Regions from separate parts of the Lactuca sativa genome. Here region 2 is linked to region 1. The links are chromatin contacts, called in public Hi-C maps. All regions are on one chromosome and are shown on one strand. The core of a region is the stretch at or near the end of the contact, and the rest is flanking DNA. Distances in the headings are between cores, read along the strand shown. Region 1 holds the start of LOC111885179 (ribulose bisphosphate carboxylase/oxygenase activase, chloroplastic). Region 2 holds the start of LOC111885173 (actin-related protein 5).

The links. Hi-C and Micro-C count contacts between places; a contact is called where the count stands out from the background.
Region 2: a contact with region 1 is called in a Hi-C map of leaf, with 4 times the contacts expected there. The contact joins the promoter of LOC111885173 here to the promoter of LOC111885179 in region 1. A contact is called at or near these places in 2 of 4 Hi-C or Micro-C datasets (both in leaf).

What each region holds. Positions count from the first base shown.
Region 1 is chr9:93,088,151-93,095,645 of Lsat_Salinas_v11, reverse strand. LOC111885179 (ribulose bisphosphate carboxylase/oxygenase activase, chloroplastic) reads left to right here and starts at 3,068. Exons shown (of 7, transcript XM_023881463.3): 1 at 3,068-3,227; 2 at 3,375-3,700; 3 at 3,788-3,893; 4 at 3,986-4,071; 5 at 4,160-4,632; 6 at 4,716-4,997; 7 at 5,099-5,421. The coding sequence starts at 3,183. The coding sequence ends at 5,214.
Region 2 is chr9:93,432,050-93,439,544 of Lsat_Salinas_v11, reverse strand. LOC111885173 (actin-related protein 5) reads right to left here and starts at 2,834. Exons shown (of 12, transcript XM_023881457.2): 1 at 2,597-2,834; 2 at 2,400-2,470; 3 at 1,668-1,792; 4 at 1,497-1,541; 5 at 1,256-1,358; 6 at 1,066-1,175; 7 at 804-913; 8 at 628-718. The coding sequence starts at 2,697.

The sequences.
Region 1 (7,495 bases), core at 1,819-4,318:
ACTCTAAAGGTGATAATGTTAATTTGAAGCTAGAAAGCCTTGACATGAAACTCGACCAAAAAATCACAGGTCTTGATTCCAAACTCGAGTTTATCCTTAAGTCTCTTTATGATATCCAAGTTGTTTCTCCCTCGGAACTTGACAGAGTAAATCAACTGTATCAACTTTTCTTGCTTTGTCTTAGTCGTACCCTTGAAGATGCTGAAGCATGCTACATGGAGAACACAAATTATCACATATCCATTGTAACCACAATGCTTAGAGTTCATGATGACATGTTTTCTTCTACCAATACTCTGATCAAGCAAACTCATGTCTGACATGAAAAACTAATTCAGCAGTTAGAGAAAGAAATTTTTCACAAAGACGCGATGAACATGGTTCTACAGGAAGTGCTCATCAAGGTGATTCATGCTACTCAACATCACATGGATATTCCGAACTACAAGTTTGATGAAATGCTTTGCATCCTAGATGAAACATTCGATCATCTCAAACCTCAAGCTCCTACTGCCGAGGAATATGATTCGCTTTCCAAGCAAATCAAAATAAGCTTTCAAAAAGTCTTTGAACGATTAAATGATCTTAAGTCTGATCAAATTTCCCGTGCAAGAGGGGGCGAACGAGACAAAAGCAAGTGCTATGGAAACCAATCTCAAACTATATGCTCCGAGATGAAATCATTCGATGAACTGATCCTGGAAGTAGAAAATCCTGAAGATCTTGATAAAGAAGATTTGGTCGATGATGTGATTTTAGGATTACAAGCTATCAGGGAACCACCTATAAAAGTCCTTTTGGAAGTAAAAAAGCTGAAATGGTCCTTAGTTTTTTGGCCATCATCTTTACACGAAACCTTTCAACGGATCTGAAATGGCTAAGACAAAAACCAAACTGACAATAGACACCTTCCACGCCACTCAGTCAATGCCTCCTCCAATTCCTACTCCGAGGATCGCTCAAATAGATAAGGGTTCTCCCGCCCAGAAACCTGATGAAATCCCTGAAGAGCCTCTGATTCCTCCTTAATCCGAGATATTCATCATAGAATCTGGTCATCAAATCATCTCCTCCATTTCTTCCAAAGGTGACAAATCCAAAGACAAAGGAGGAAAGATTGCTACAAGTTTGGATAACTCAGTGAAGACGTTTAAAAAGTCTTAGGGCTGGTCTAAGGAACAAATTAAGCAATCATTGGAGGTGTCATGACGTGAGCCATTCATGGTCACGTCATGAGAATATAGAATACCAACAAAAATGGATATTTCTTCGTCACGTCGTGACACCTCCAGTGTCACGTTGTGACTTCATTATGAACCATCTCCTTATTGAAATAAGTCCATAAACCATTAAGTATCCAAACCCCAACTCTTTCAGAAGCTTAAGGGGACTCTAAAGGTCCATAAAAATGTTTACTTTATGGACATGCATGCTCAATGCATGTCCTCAATTCATTCTAGGTCAAAAGTAGAAATATTCCACCAAACTCTCATGCATGAGTCAAATACTTCACGAACTTCTAGATCTGGACTTTATGAAGCTTAAAGGACCCTTAGAATCCATAAAGTTGCTAACTTTATGGGTCCTCTCCACTCAAGCTTGCTCAATCATAAATAAATGGGACAAAAACCTAGATCTTGCCATATAATGCAATAAAGTCTGAGTCTTTTACACTTGCAAAGGTCCAACAAGAAAAATAGATGATGATAATGATGCTCCTTTTCAAACTACACCACTAGGACACTTCTTTTCATCATTCTCTCCTTCTTTAAGCTAACCAATGTACCAAAATGGCTAAGAATCTCTAAGAGGGTTATGATTAGGATTTCTTTAGGTTAGAGAGTGAATGAGGCTGAGGATGAGCAAATACCCAAAAATTAGGATTTTTGGGCATCAGATGGTTCTCACCACATGATCAATAATGGCTCACGTTGTGACACCCAAAGAAATGTGCATCTATGAATGAAACTTGAGTGAAACTTGTTATGCTCCTTATTAATTGTATAGGTGTAATTCTTATTTGTTTGTTATGGTTGTATTGATGCTTAATTGTAACACAAAAACTTTTAATTGTAAATGTTTTTGTGGGACCATATTTTTTGTTAAATATGGGTTAATTCCCAAAAATATTTTGTTTAAACCTTATCATTTTTAAGTTTGAAAAAGTTTTAAAAAATTTGAGGTGTTACAAATGAGGTGTTGAATTGTATAAAATATAGAAAGAATGACTCAAACGGATTAAAAAAAGTCAATCTTTTTATCTAAGTGTAACATAGTCTTTTTTGTGTCAAATAGGTCTAAAAAGCTTTAGACCAATTTGGAATAGATGATTCTACCATCCTAAAACTTATTTTTCTTGATGTAATCTTTTCTAACATTTTGCTAGTGTTTAATGAATTTTTCCGTTTGAAAAAAATGATGTGAAAAAATTCGGACAAAATTGTATGTATTTATAGATGAAAATATATTTAATGTTTTTTAGGTAAACGACCATTGTCAACGGTCATGTGACCGTTTGTCGCAATATTTCTCCTGTTTCAAGATGTTACAACGACAATAAGAGGTACCACAACATTTTTGGTGGTGGTATTTCTCAAGTTGTAACGCCGTTGTGGAGGTGTCACGTAGGCTCCTCCACGGTGTTATGGTCCCATACCATCGGTCTTAATTTCATTCTACAATTAATTTGCCTTTAGGGCCGACGTCAAGAGCCAATCCTATCCATCCATGGCAACGGGCCAAATATGATCCACTTATCGTTTAATTTTTTTTACGTTGAAAGGTGTTATTGGGTTTTAGCATCACCAATGTGTCCAACAAGACCTTCCAACTTCAATTATTTTCACAATACGCTACAAAACCAACTTGATAACAAAAAAGGGACATGTGTGGTAAAGATGAGCCCAAATAATGCGCAACTGGTTAGGATCAAGGGTTAAATGCTAACCCCAGAACCCCATCTCCCAATCTTAATGCCTTCAAACGAAAAATCATATTCTGACAGCCACGTGGCATGGCGCGCAATCTTGATTGTGTGGCCTTTAACGACTCTAAAACTAATCCTCTCCCATCTTAACTTCACCACTATAAGTCATCTTCATCTTCTCTTACTACCCTTCAGATTACTGTGCAATTCGTCTTCACTTCCACTGATTTCTGTCTGAATCAGTCACCTCCGATCAATGGCAACCGCCGTCTCCACCTTCGGAGCCGTTAACCGTGTTCCGGTACTCTTCTTTCATCCCTACCGATGCTTCTTGTTGTTCCTTAGAAATTATACAATTAACTCAAGACAACTAATAATTTGATGGATATCTCTAACTGGGTATTTGTATTTTCGTTTTGATTTACTGAATCCGCCATTGTTGTTACAGTTGAGCTTCAATGGAAGCAGTGGTAGTGCTGTAGTCCCAAACTCTTCTTTCTTGGGTAGCAACTTGAAGAAGATAGTGAACTCAAGACTGATCAACAACAACAAGTCTTTCTCCTTCAAAATATTCGCAGCTGAGAAAGAGATCGAGGAAACCCAACAGACTGACAAAGACAGATGGAAGGGACTCGCATATGACATGTCTGATGATCAACAAGACATCACCAGAGGGAAGGGTATGGTCGACTCTCTCTTCCAAGCTCCACAAGACGCCGGAACCCATTTTGCTGTCATGAGTTCTTATGAATACGTCAGTACTGGTCTTCGCTCGTATGTACCTTTCTATACATCCATCTAAATACCCTCTCAATCGAATGAATTGTGATTATCATGTGTAATGTTTGATTCGATGTTTAGATACAATTTGGACAACAACATGGATGGGTTCTACATTGCGCCTGCTTTCATGGACAAACTGGTTGTTCACATCACCAAGAACTTCATGACTTTACCCAACATCAAGGTTTGGATTATATTTCTTTGTCTATGCAGTTTCTATAATTCTATTAGTTCAAATTCAGAAAGAATCGGTAATTTTTTATTTTGATTATGTAGGTTCCTCTCATTTTGGGTGTGTGGGGAGGAAAAGGTCAGGGTAAATCTTTCCAATGTGAACTTGTGTTTGCCAAGATGGGAATCACGTAAGTCTTGATTATCAAAAACCCAGCAAGATTTTTTTTTTTTTTTTTTTTTTTTTTGAATTTTGATTCGATGTATGTAATATTCCAGCCCAATCATGATGAGTGCCGGAGAGTTGGAAAGTGGGAACGCCGGAGAACCGGCGAAGTTGATCCGGCAAAGGTACCGTGAAGCTGCAGACATTATCAAGAAGGGTAAAATGTGCTGCCTCTTCATCAACGATCTTGACGCCGGAGCCGGAAGAATGGGTGGAACCACCCAGTACACCGTCAACAACCAAATGGTGAACGCCACCCTCATGAACATCGCCGATAACCCCACCAACGTTCAACTCCCCGGAATGTACAACAAGGAAGAAAACCCCCGAGTTCCGATCATCGTCACCGGTAACGACTTCTCCACCCTTTACGCTCCCCTCATCCGTGACGGACGTATGGAGAAATTCTACTGGGCTCCGACGAGAGAAGACAGAATCGGTGTCTGCATCGGAATCTTCAAAACCGATGGTCTCTCTCCTGAAGGTGTTACGAAGCTTGTCGACACTTTTCCAGGACAATCCATAGGTATTCTTTCTTCTGTAAATTAACCTCGGAAAATGTCAAAACATATGTATATATGTATAACTTACGAATGATTTCTTGTTCAGATTTCTTCGGAGCATTGAGGGCAAGAGTGTACGATGATGCAGTGAGGGAGTGGATCGGAGGTATCGGAGTGGAAGGCATAGGGAAGAGGCTTGTGAACTCAAGGGAAGGGCCTCCGACATTTGAACAACCGAAGATAACAGTTGAGAAGCTCTTGGAGTATGGGAACATGTTGGTTCAAGAACAGGATAATGTGAAGAGAGTGCAGTTGGCGGAGACTTATTTGGACTCGGCGGCGCTCGGAGATGCTAACAGGGATTCCATTGCCAGAGGAGAGTTCTATGGTGAGCTTAGTTAATCGTTAAAAATGGATTTGATGAGGTTTAATGGAAGTGTTGTTTCTGAATTCTAATGATTTTGGTTTATGTTGTGTTGTTGGGTGCAGGGAAAGCGGCGCAGCAGGTGCAGGTTCCAGTTCCGGAAGGGTGCACCGACCCGGGTGCGGCTAACTTTGATCCCACGGCTAGGAGTGACGATGGAAGCTGCAATTATACTCTCTAAATATAGAAACTTTAAGGGAACAGGGAGTGTGTCTCTAAGAGGATGTTAAATAGTTCTATTTTGAAAGATTGTTGCTACCTTTTTTTATAATTTTGTTTGTTAATTACTTCTCGAATAAGTTGCTTTGGACTAAAAGGAATTCAAGCCTTTATTCGTTGGTCTATGTTATTTTTACTTTTTAATCAATCATCCATGATTTGAAGTTTATTGTTTGATTACAAAATAAATTGTTTCGGTTAGACTATGTGATTTCTTAGATTTAATCGACTCGAATTAATCCAAATCAATCAGGGACAAATAGATCAAACTGAGGAAAAAAATACATAAAGTCATGAGTAAGTAAAGATGAAGAACGGTTAGACAATTGGTTTTAAATTATTTGTGAAATCGAGGTGGTTTTTTTCTTTATTCTAATGAGCAAGTTATAAGACTATACCAAGTGGGCTCAACATTATCTTGGCAGAGCACAATTAGCTCGGCAAAAACACCATTACCTTAGCTCGGAATGTAGAGCATTAAGTTCTGATCAATTGCCTGAAGATGAGAGAGAAAGGTTTCTTCTCCATCATTCTTTTTCTTCTTCCTCTTTTTTTGCCTCTCTTCTTTTTCACTTCCTAACCATGGCATAAGTTTTCTCCATTCTTGGCGGGCTAAGGTAGAGCTCGGTAAGCTCAGCAGCACTCCTCGCCTAATCATCGATTTGTAATATATCTATAGCTATGCAAATTCAATGTATCATGTGTATAAAGTATAAACTCAAGGTAGAAGTTGGTCAAATGCATCCTACAAAATTAGTTGGTAGTTGGAAGCTAAAATTGATATGTAACATCTTATTTCTCAAACAAATTTTTTTTATAAATAAATATAAAATCTATTGTCCTTAAAGATATAATACCAAGAGTTAATGCCACAAATCCATTCATAAAAATAATGTATCAAAAACACCGAAAATCAAAACATAATTGTAACAACCCGATATTTCAAGTCAATATAATAGTCTAAAGTCAAGTATTTGTAACCTATTTTTTTTGAAATAATAAAAATAGCGTCAAAAATAAATTGTTCAAAAATCTTAATTGGGATGTATAAAGTGATAGATATCGTAACAAGGTTTTCGAAAATATACTGAATTATAACGAATAAGTTATGACCTATCAAAGTTTCCGCATCGGAACCGACACGACTTTATGTGTCATAAAAACTGACTTCTTGATAAGAACACTTTTTAGCCTTAACAATCTAAATGAAAGTCGTAGAATACTTTAAACCGAGAGTTTACATAAAAAGAACGTCCAAATCTGACTTAGTATGAGGAAGTTATAATTTTTCTAAGTTTCGGTATAGCAGTAGACAGCTAAAAACTCGAAATACAGATCGAATGATTTTTAGCGGACACAACCTAAACAAGAATTGAAGATCTCGCCAATAGTAGTACAACGATAAAAAAAACCGACGAAAACGGACGTCGGATGAAGAAGTTATGAATTTTTAACGGACTTTTCCTGTCCCGGCCTATTAAAAATATAATATTAATAATAAAGTCAAAACAAGCCGACGGGGTCTAAACAAAAGTTATAGAGCATAATCTCACGTACGCCTGGATATAAAGAACGTCAAAAACGGAACTTGTATGCAAAAGATATAAATTTCTGAAGTTCGAGGCACAAACTTCAACATCTGTCAGAACTCACATCGTGAGCGAGGAATTCACGACATGAACAGGTTGATTGACACCTTCCAGAGCAAGTGGACGAATGACGAATGCCATGAGCTCATCAGGATCAAACTCACGACGTGAGTCATGCATACTCACGACGTGAGAGTCGATTTTTCACCCTATAAATAAGATGCGAGGGCTCCGGCTTTGGTTGCTCAATTCCATCCTCTCTCCTATATTTTCTCACTTTTAAGCCCCTCTAAACCACCTCGAAGCCCCGGTAACACCCCTAATACACGACGTAAGTCCCGACGTCCCGAAGTTCCCGAGAAAACATTCTTTCCAGTCGAAGTGTTGCCCGCGTAAAGCCCAATTTCTCATCAAATCGTCACTCTTACCAAGTGAGTTCATACCCCTAAACTTATCTTTTAAATGATTTTAAATGCTTTTATGGGGGGAATACAAGTAAAAAAACATTATAGTTATTGTATCAATCACATGTGATTAATAACTATCAAACAAATGGATTTCTTATACTTTGAAACTGTATCAACAAACTATTTCAAAACATTTTATAAATTGACATCAAGTCATCAATAACCATTCAAATGGTTAAAACTCTTT
Region 2 (7,495 bases), core at 1,585-4,084, 340 kb before region 1:
GTACTGACATGACATGACACAACAAAACAGATAGGGTGTAATAACATGACATGACATGACACAAAAGGTTGTACTGAAAAGACAGGACAGAACATGTTGTACTAACAAGATTCACTGATACGACATAGCAGGACAGAACAGATGGCATCATGACAAAGCAGAGCAAGTTGTACTGATATGATATGACATAGCAGAACAGGTTGTACTGACATGACATGACAAAAGGTTGTACTGACATGACATGACATGACAGAACAAGTTGTACAGACACAACAGAACAAGTTGCAGTGACATGACATAACACAACAAAACATGTACTAACATGACATGACACAACAAAATAGCATATCATGTTGTACTGACAGTACACATGACATGACAGAACAGGTTGTACTTATGAGACAATAAGATAAAGGAGATGTCATGATTGTACTACAGACCGGCAGTGGGATTGATGTGGATGAGACAAAAATTAATTTTTTTTTACAGACTTCAATCTCTCGTTTGTGCAAAGGACGATAATGTCCACACCATTCTAATAATTTGAAAATAACCCTAGAAAGCTTGTTAAGTCTAGAAGAGTAGAGGGAAAATTTATTAAATATAGAGTTGATGATATCATAAAACCTGAAACAATCTAACTTCCGAAGCATAATCGAGGGTGATATAACAATGTTCCATTTTCAAATCTTCTACTTTTTCCCATGTAAGCCTTGCCCTGTTTTATACATTCCAAGATGTCAAAAGATACTCATGGAAGTCTCAAACATGATTACAAGGAAACATAAAAATTCTATTCTCACATGTGATGTGGATATTTAAGTGATAGAAGTTGCTTTAGGTAATCAGTGACATGATAACCACCAACATTTGTACGACAACATGCTTCATAAACAGGCTCTCCATTGATAAACTGAATTCAAATGAGACAATGGAGTAAATAGAAACTTTGTCAAATTGTCTACATAACCAAAAATTACATAAGCACACACACACACACACACACACATATATATATATATATATATATATATATATATATAAGTATTATATACACACACATACAGGGATCACATGGCTTGTGGAAAACCCTGAGCAAATTGCGAGACCATCTCTATCACAAATTCCAAGTTTTTGATTGTACTTATAGCTGAAAGCAGCATCCACACCAAAAGCTGAGAAATAAAGATGGTTAAAATAAGAAAAATAAACAAATAATGAATAAATTACAAGTTAAAATTCATATGTTTCATACCTATAGAAGGAACCCCGTATGTTTCAAATAAAAGTTCAGCCATTTTACTACGTGATTGTACTGGATTGCATGCACATTCTGTAATGAGGATAGGATGATTAATCTGTTCTGACATCAATGACAAAGAAAATAACAAATTGTTAGCAAATATAATACAACTAGAAATATGCATGTCATGGTTATATACTTATATATGATCTAATGACAACTTGAAAAGAACAAAATAAGTATGCAGATGTACCGGAGATTCATCTGCCCCTAATCTATCAAATGCAAAGTCAAGAATCTACAAGGAAAAAGCAACCAAGGTTATTTACCAGAGATAAAGAAAACTAAACAAAATCATACAAATCTGCAATTTTAAGATTGTTTTCATGGTTAACTCAAGCATCACTAAAGATGAAAAGCTTACATATTCCATTATCTCAAACTGGAAGACAACATCATTATCGAATGCTGAACGTGGTCCAGAACGGGTGCAATCAAAGTACTTTAGCAAAGCAGGATCATGGTCACCAACAATTGTCACTGTTTCCCCTGCATAAGTGCATAAGAAAAAAGAAAAAAATGGTTACTAACATATGGAGTTTTTCCACATTGCCATATAGTTCTTGAATCAATTCTCTAAAAATCTTAACAAGAATTGCTATCGGTTATGTGCAGTGTTGTTAAAACCCTAAAGATAATGAGATCCTCAATGTAGCTCATGAGACATCTTCCATCCATCATCCCTCGTTTATCTTTAGACAACATCACAAAAATACTAGACATAGCTGAAAAGCACATGCCTTGTATCTTTCAGGTATCAATCATTTAAAGAAGCTATGTGTTTAGACTTATGACAAACTTTCTGCTTATGAAATCTTAATTGGATATACATTATGTTATTAATTTACCAATATCTCTTTTCAATATGTCACTACATAGTAAAGAAAAAATAATAATAATAAACATGTAATATTTCACACAAAAATCAAATAACTTCAGCGGGGAAAGAAAAGAATTTGAATTTTCAAAATCAAAGCATGGCATTTCCTGAGAATGACGAAATGGAATGAGTATAAGAAGGTCAGGAAGAGAACAAGCGTTTCATCGCAATTAATCAAACAATCAACACAAAGTTGTAAAATAGGAGTTAGTATACCGGTTATCTTGTGGCGAGGTCTCTGAACAATGTTGCGAAAGATGATCCGAGGTTCACTCTCTCCTGCCCATCTACAACCAGCACACACGAACATAATAGCAATATCAACACACTCACGAACGCATGTATAGTACAAATGATGTGTCGAGTAGCTTTAAGAACAATATCAAACTTTTATCAGAAAATTTTAATTTTACCCAATTCTGAAGTAAGATGCGCCATTGTCGATGACGATTGGGCAGCTTGCAGGTATGAGATTGTAATCTGATTGCCTCTGCGTTTGCGATATGAACGGCATTTGCCCTATCTGAGGCCAATTTTTATCACAAAAAAACTTGACGACGATCCAGAGGGAGAAAGCGTGCCCTAGCTTCTTCCACTTGAACTTTCAAGCGCCCAAAGTCCAAACTCAACATCACCTGTTCATCTTTCACAGAAGAAGCTAACAGTGGACCGGGCGGTTTGCTGAGTATATTCAACACTGTTTTAGACCGGGTTTTCCTAGTATTTGGGTTACCTAACATGTTTAGCCCAATAGGTCTAAATATCACGGATCACTATATTTAATATTCTTAGGCCCAAAAAGGTTTATTATTTATTGGTTTGACCACAATAACCATGTTCTTATTATTTACTTTTATAAAGTGGAAAGCATTGTGACGGATTGTTTGATTGATAATATACTATTTAGATTATTTTTATAATGTTCTCTTATATACAAGGTCAATTTTTGTAATTTTTGTGAAGCATGGGATCATGTTTGTAAATTCGATGATAGGGACTAATACAGTAATTTTGAAAAATAAAGGACCATTCCTATTATCTCGTAACTAGTGCATGAATAGTACTTATTAAATATTAATATTTGATATATATAAATACATTTAAAAATAAAATAATTTTTTTATTAAAAATATAAACGGGTTGGCAAGTCAAGCCGTTTATTTTTTGAGAAACCCATATATAACCCGTTTAATAAGCAGGTTGGCGGATTAGCGGGTTGAAAAACTCAACCCAAACTCATTTATTTTGTATCGTGTCGCGGGTCGTGTCGAAAATTGTCACCCATATATATATATATATATATATATATATATATATATATATATATATATATATATATATATATATATATATATATATATATTGGTAGTCATTAGAAAGGTATCGACGATGCAGTTAATACAAGAGTAATATTGAATATTTTTTATATTAGTTTAGTACAAATATTAATAAACCTATTTAAAATAGTATTATAAAGGGTTGTTTAGTCGTTTAAGTAGCTATGTAACGTTTGTATTCTGGTATGTATCTTTTTATGGACTCATGCATGTGTTAAGACCCTTATTAAGATCTTTTGAGCTTTAGAGCCTCATTAAGCCATGTATGCACGTAAAATTGCCAACTTTACGTGATATGTCACCTTAAGGAAGTCAGATCTGAGAGTATGGAGTAAGGGCTAAGCGGATTAAGTGTTTAATGATATGCGATGGCCAACTGGGGAGTACGCTGGACGTACAAGCTGGTACGTACTAGCCCTAAAGCGTGTACACTAAGCGTACGGGCAGAGTACGCCCTGTTGGATTAATGTCTAAGTCCATAACTATATTTTGTATGTACTTGACCCGACTCGGCATGGTCCATTTGGGTTGCACTTCACCGACACAATTTATATGAATAGTCTTTTGAGAATAATATATTTATGATTTATATTAATATATTATAAGTTCTAATATATTAATATGGAATCATATTATTTAATTAGTATTGATCAAGAACTAATTTAGAATTAATTAAGTGATCAAAATGAACTAATTAAATATGGACTCTTATATATATGAAATGGGCCAAGTTCATTTAGGTTGGGCTAAGCTATCATGGATAGTCCATGGAGTTTTAACCCATGGATCCTATGAAATGAAAGGTCATGGGTATTAGGGTTTACATGAATGTAACCCTAATCCTCCATACTATATAAAGAGGCCTTTGGCACAAGAAATGGCACTAGTGTGTGAGGACATAAGAGTGGGCCGATTTTAGTGTGCATACATATTCTCTCAAATTCTTCCAAGGTGTTTTGGTGATTTGTGATTCCACTTGAGGCTTCCACACTATTGGGGCTAAGCTCTTAAAGCTTGAAGATATCAAGCTACATCAAAATGTATGTCATCTAACTAGAACTTTATAGTATAGGTGCTTCATAATATGCTAGTTAGGATGAAACCTTGGAATATTTAATATTTGCATGCAGAATAGAGAAAACATAGATCCAAGGTTTATAGGGTTGCATGTACACCATAGGAGTGTTAGAATGCTCAAAACCCATCACGCCCCACATACTCAACAGTGGGCTTCAGAATTTTTGGATTTTGGTTATTAGGCCCATGTTGGACCTTAGGAGTCTATGGCTTTGTTGGGCCATCAGAATTCTATTTTTGGGCTGATGCCATTTTATTGGACTCTTTTGGTTAAATGACCACAAAGGGATTTGGGCCCAATTTGGATGATTGGACCATATTTGGACTTTGGGTGATCATTTTGGAATTTGGGACTTTTGGATAGCTGGCTTGGGCCTTGGCCTTGGGACAAGTTAAGTAAAGGGTAAAATGGTCTTTTACCCTAGTTTAGACTCTTAGTGTGAGTCGGGATTGAATTATTAACCGGATGTTGTTTTATGTTGATAGTGCGGAGGTTTTAGCGGACCAACAGCCAGAGATTTATACGTGAGATTCAACAGTCTAAGGTGAGTTTCCTCACTTTGTTTAGCGGGTCGAAGGCACCAATGTCGGTCCATGGTTTATTATGTAGGATGCTAGATGTCTGCGTAACTCTTGCATGTGTATGTATTGGTATGTATACCGAGTGAGGCTCGATGTCAGGCAAGACCCGATTACTGTATTGTATGTTGTTATCTTTGTGATTATCGCATGTGTTAGTATGATTATATGTTTATATGCTTATATGTGTATCGGGTGGAACCCAATTTCAAGTGGGACTTGGTTATTGATAGATTTGTAAATCGAGCGGGGCTCGATGACGATCGGAGCCCGAGGTCGGGTGAGACTCAGGCGGGGCCCGATGAAGGGAGGGGGCCCCGTATGTGTTTATTATGTGTGGTATGTGGTATTTTGGGGAACTCATTAAGCTTTGTGCTTACGGTTTTCAGTTTATATTTCAGGTACTTCTTGTTCAAAAGGGAAGAGCTGGGGATGATTGCAGAGCACACACCATTTTATTCCGCATTTTGTGATTTAATATGATATTTTGTGATGTAGTGATATATTTTGTTTTATCTTGGTTGTATGACAATGTTTGGATTACCATTTTATTAAATTAAAATTGAAATTTTTTTGTCTTATTTTTGGGACGTTACAAACTATAAGGGAGCTTTTCGAAAATTTGTTTACTATAAATAAGAGGCTCTAGCCTTTCATATTTCTTGCACAATTTTCTTGATTCAAGGGTCTTTGTCTTCTTACCCTCGAGCATGTCAATCCTTCGTGATTTGACATCTTTTTCTGGTGTTTTAGTACCGTAAGTTGAGCGTTGAAGCGTCGGAGGAATCTTTTCAGAAGAAAGACTTAATGACGAAGTTCTGCCCGTGGAGTTCTAAGTTTTCGCTAGACATCTCATAAGGTGAGTTACACTTACTACTCTTGTTAAGTGTAATTTATATTTGTGTTCATCATTATTGTTATGAACTTATAAATAAGATTTATCAGTAATTCCAGTTATAATACTGAGTGATCTACTTATGGGAGTGATGTCCAGGCTAGATCTGTGAGGTGTTTAAAGTGGAATTTCCAAACGATACATCTTTTTATCAAACAAATCCTACTTCGATATAATCTTACCTGGTCATTCCTTATCAGGTAGAACTTGAAGTATTTTTTTTTTGGATTACTGAAGAATCCGATAACGATTAATATAACCCATATAAATATGAAAGAATACTAAGACTTAGTAATATTCGCATTTAGGTCGTTTAAAAGGAAAAAGTTGAAATGTTAGCCAAGGAGCTGACTTTCCCTTAAGTCTTCCACCTCAATCAAGTGGGTACATAGTTACTTTCAAGAACATGATTTAATACAAGTATTTATTAAAAGTATTAAATATTAGTTGAAAGTTTATATGTGAATTATTTGCTTATTATATATCGGGAATATGTGTTAAATGTATATTTGGTAATACTTACACTGTACGAATCGGATAAGATTGTGGTTATGTTATAAGAAATATTTGGTAATACTACATGACTATCTTAAAATAAGTATCTTTACTTAAGAATAATAAATGTATACCAAATACTTACTGTTTAACTTTGTGTTAAATGTATACCTATTTTATGATAAGTATTTTCCTAAATTAACAATCGTTTTGGAAATTGATTATAGGTATAGTAGTCATGTCTAGTTATAAACTAAGACTCATATAAGATACTTAGTTCAAAGTAAATTGAATAAGTGCTTAGTTATACCCGATATTGCAGTAGTATTTTATAAACATGAAATTTGTGTTTAAGATGGATTATGGGTTTAATAGTCATGTCTATTTACAAACTAATACTTGAAAGGAATGCTTAGTTCAATTAAGCTCGAATTTTGGGTAGTTTTATACCAAGGGTGTATGTGAGATTAGAACAACGAGTAGAGTTGTGTTCTATGACAGTTTTGCATGTCAGGGCATGGGTTACATACCAGAGTATTGAACTATTATTCCTCCTCTTTTTTGGATAGCCGTAAATGGCGGGTCTGTATCAGGCAACTAGTTAGGTATGTCTGGTCATCTCCTAGAGTAAGACGACAAGAGGCAACTAGTTAGGTATGTCTGGTCATCTCATAGAGTAAGACAACAACACTTGACTAATCTAGACAAGTCTCGTGAATTACGTTGTTAATGTGGATTTATAACCCACAAACATATTATGTAACATAACAGATATCCATTCTCGTTGGTGTTTATAATCTATCCTCTAATGGTTGCCTTTATTGACTTCTACTTCCATGGAATCCCCAAAGCAGATGACTCTACTCGTTGTTTACAGTGATCCATCAGTTTAGATCTTAAGGATCAATGTTATAGGATCAGTATGTGAG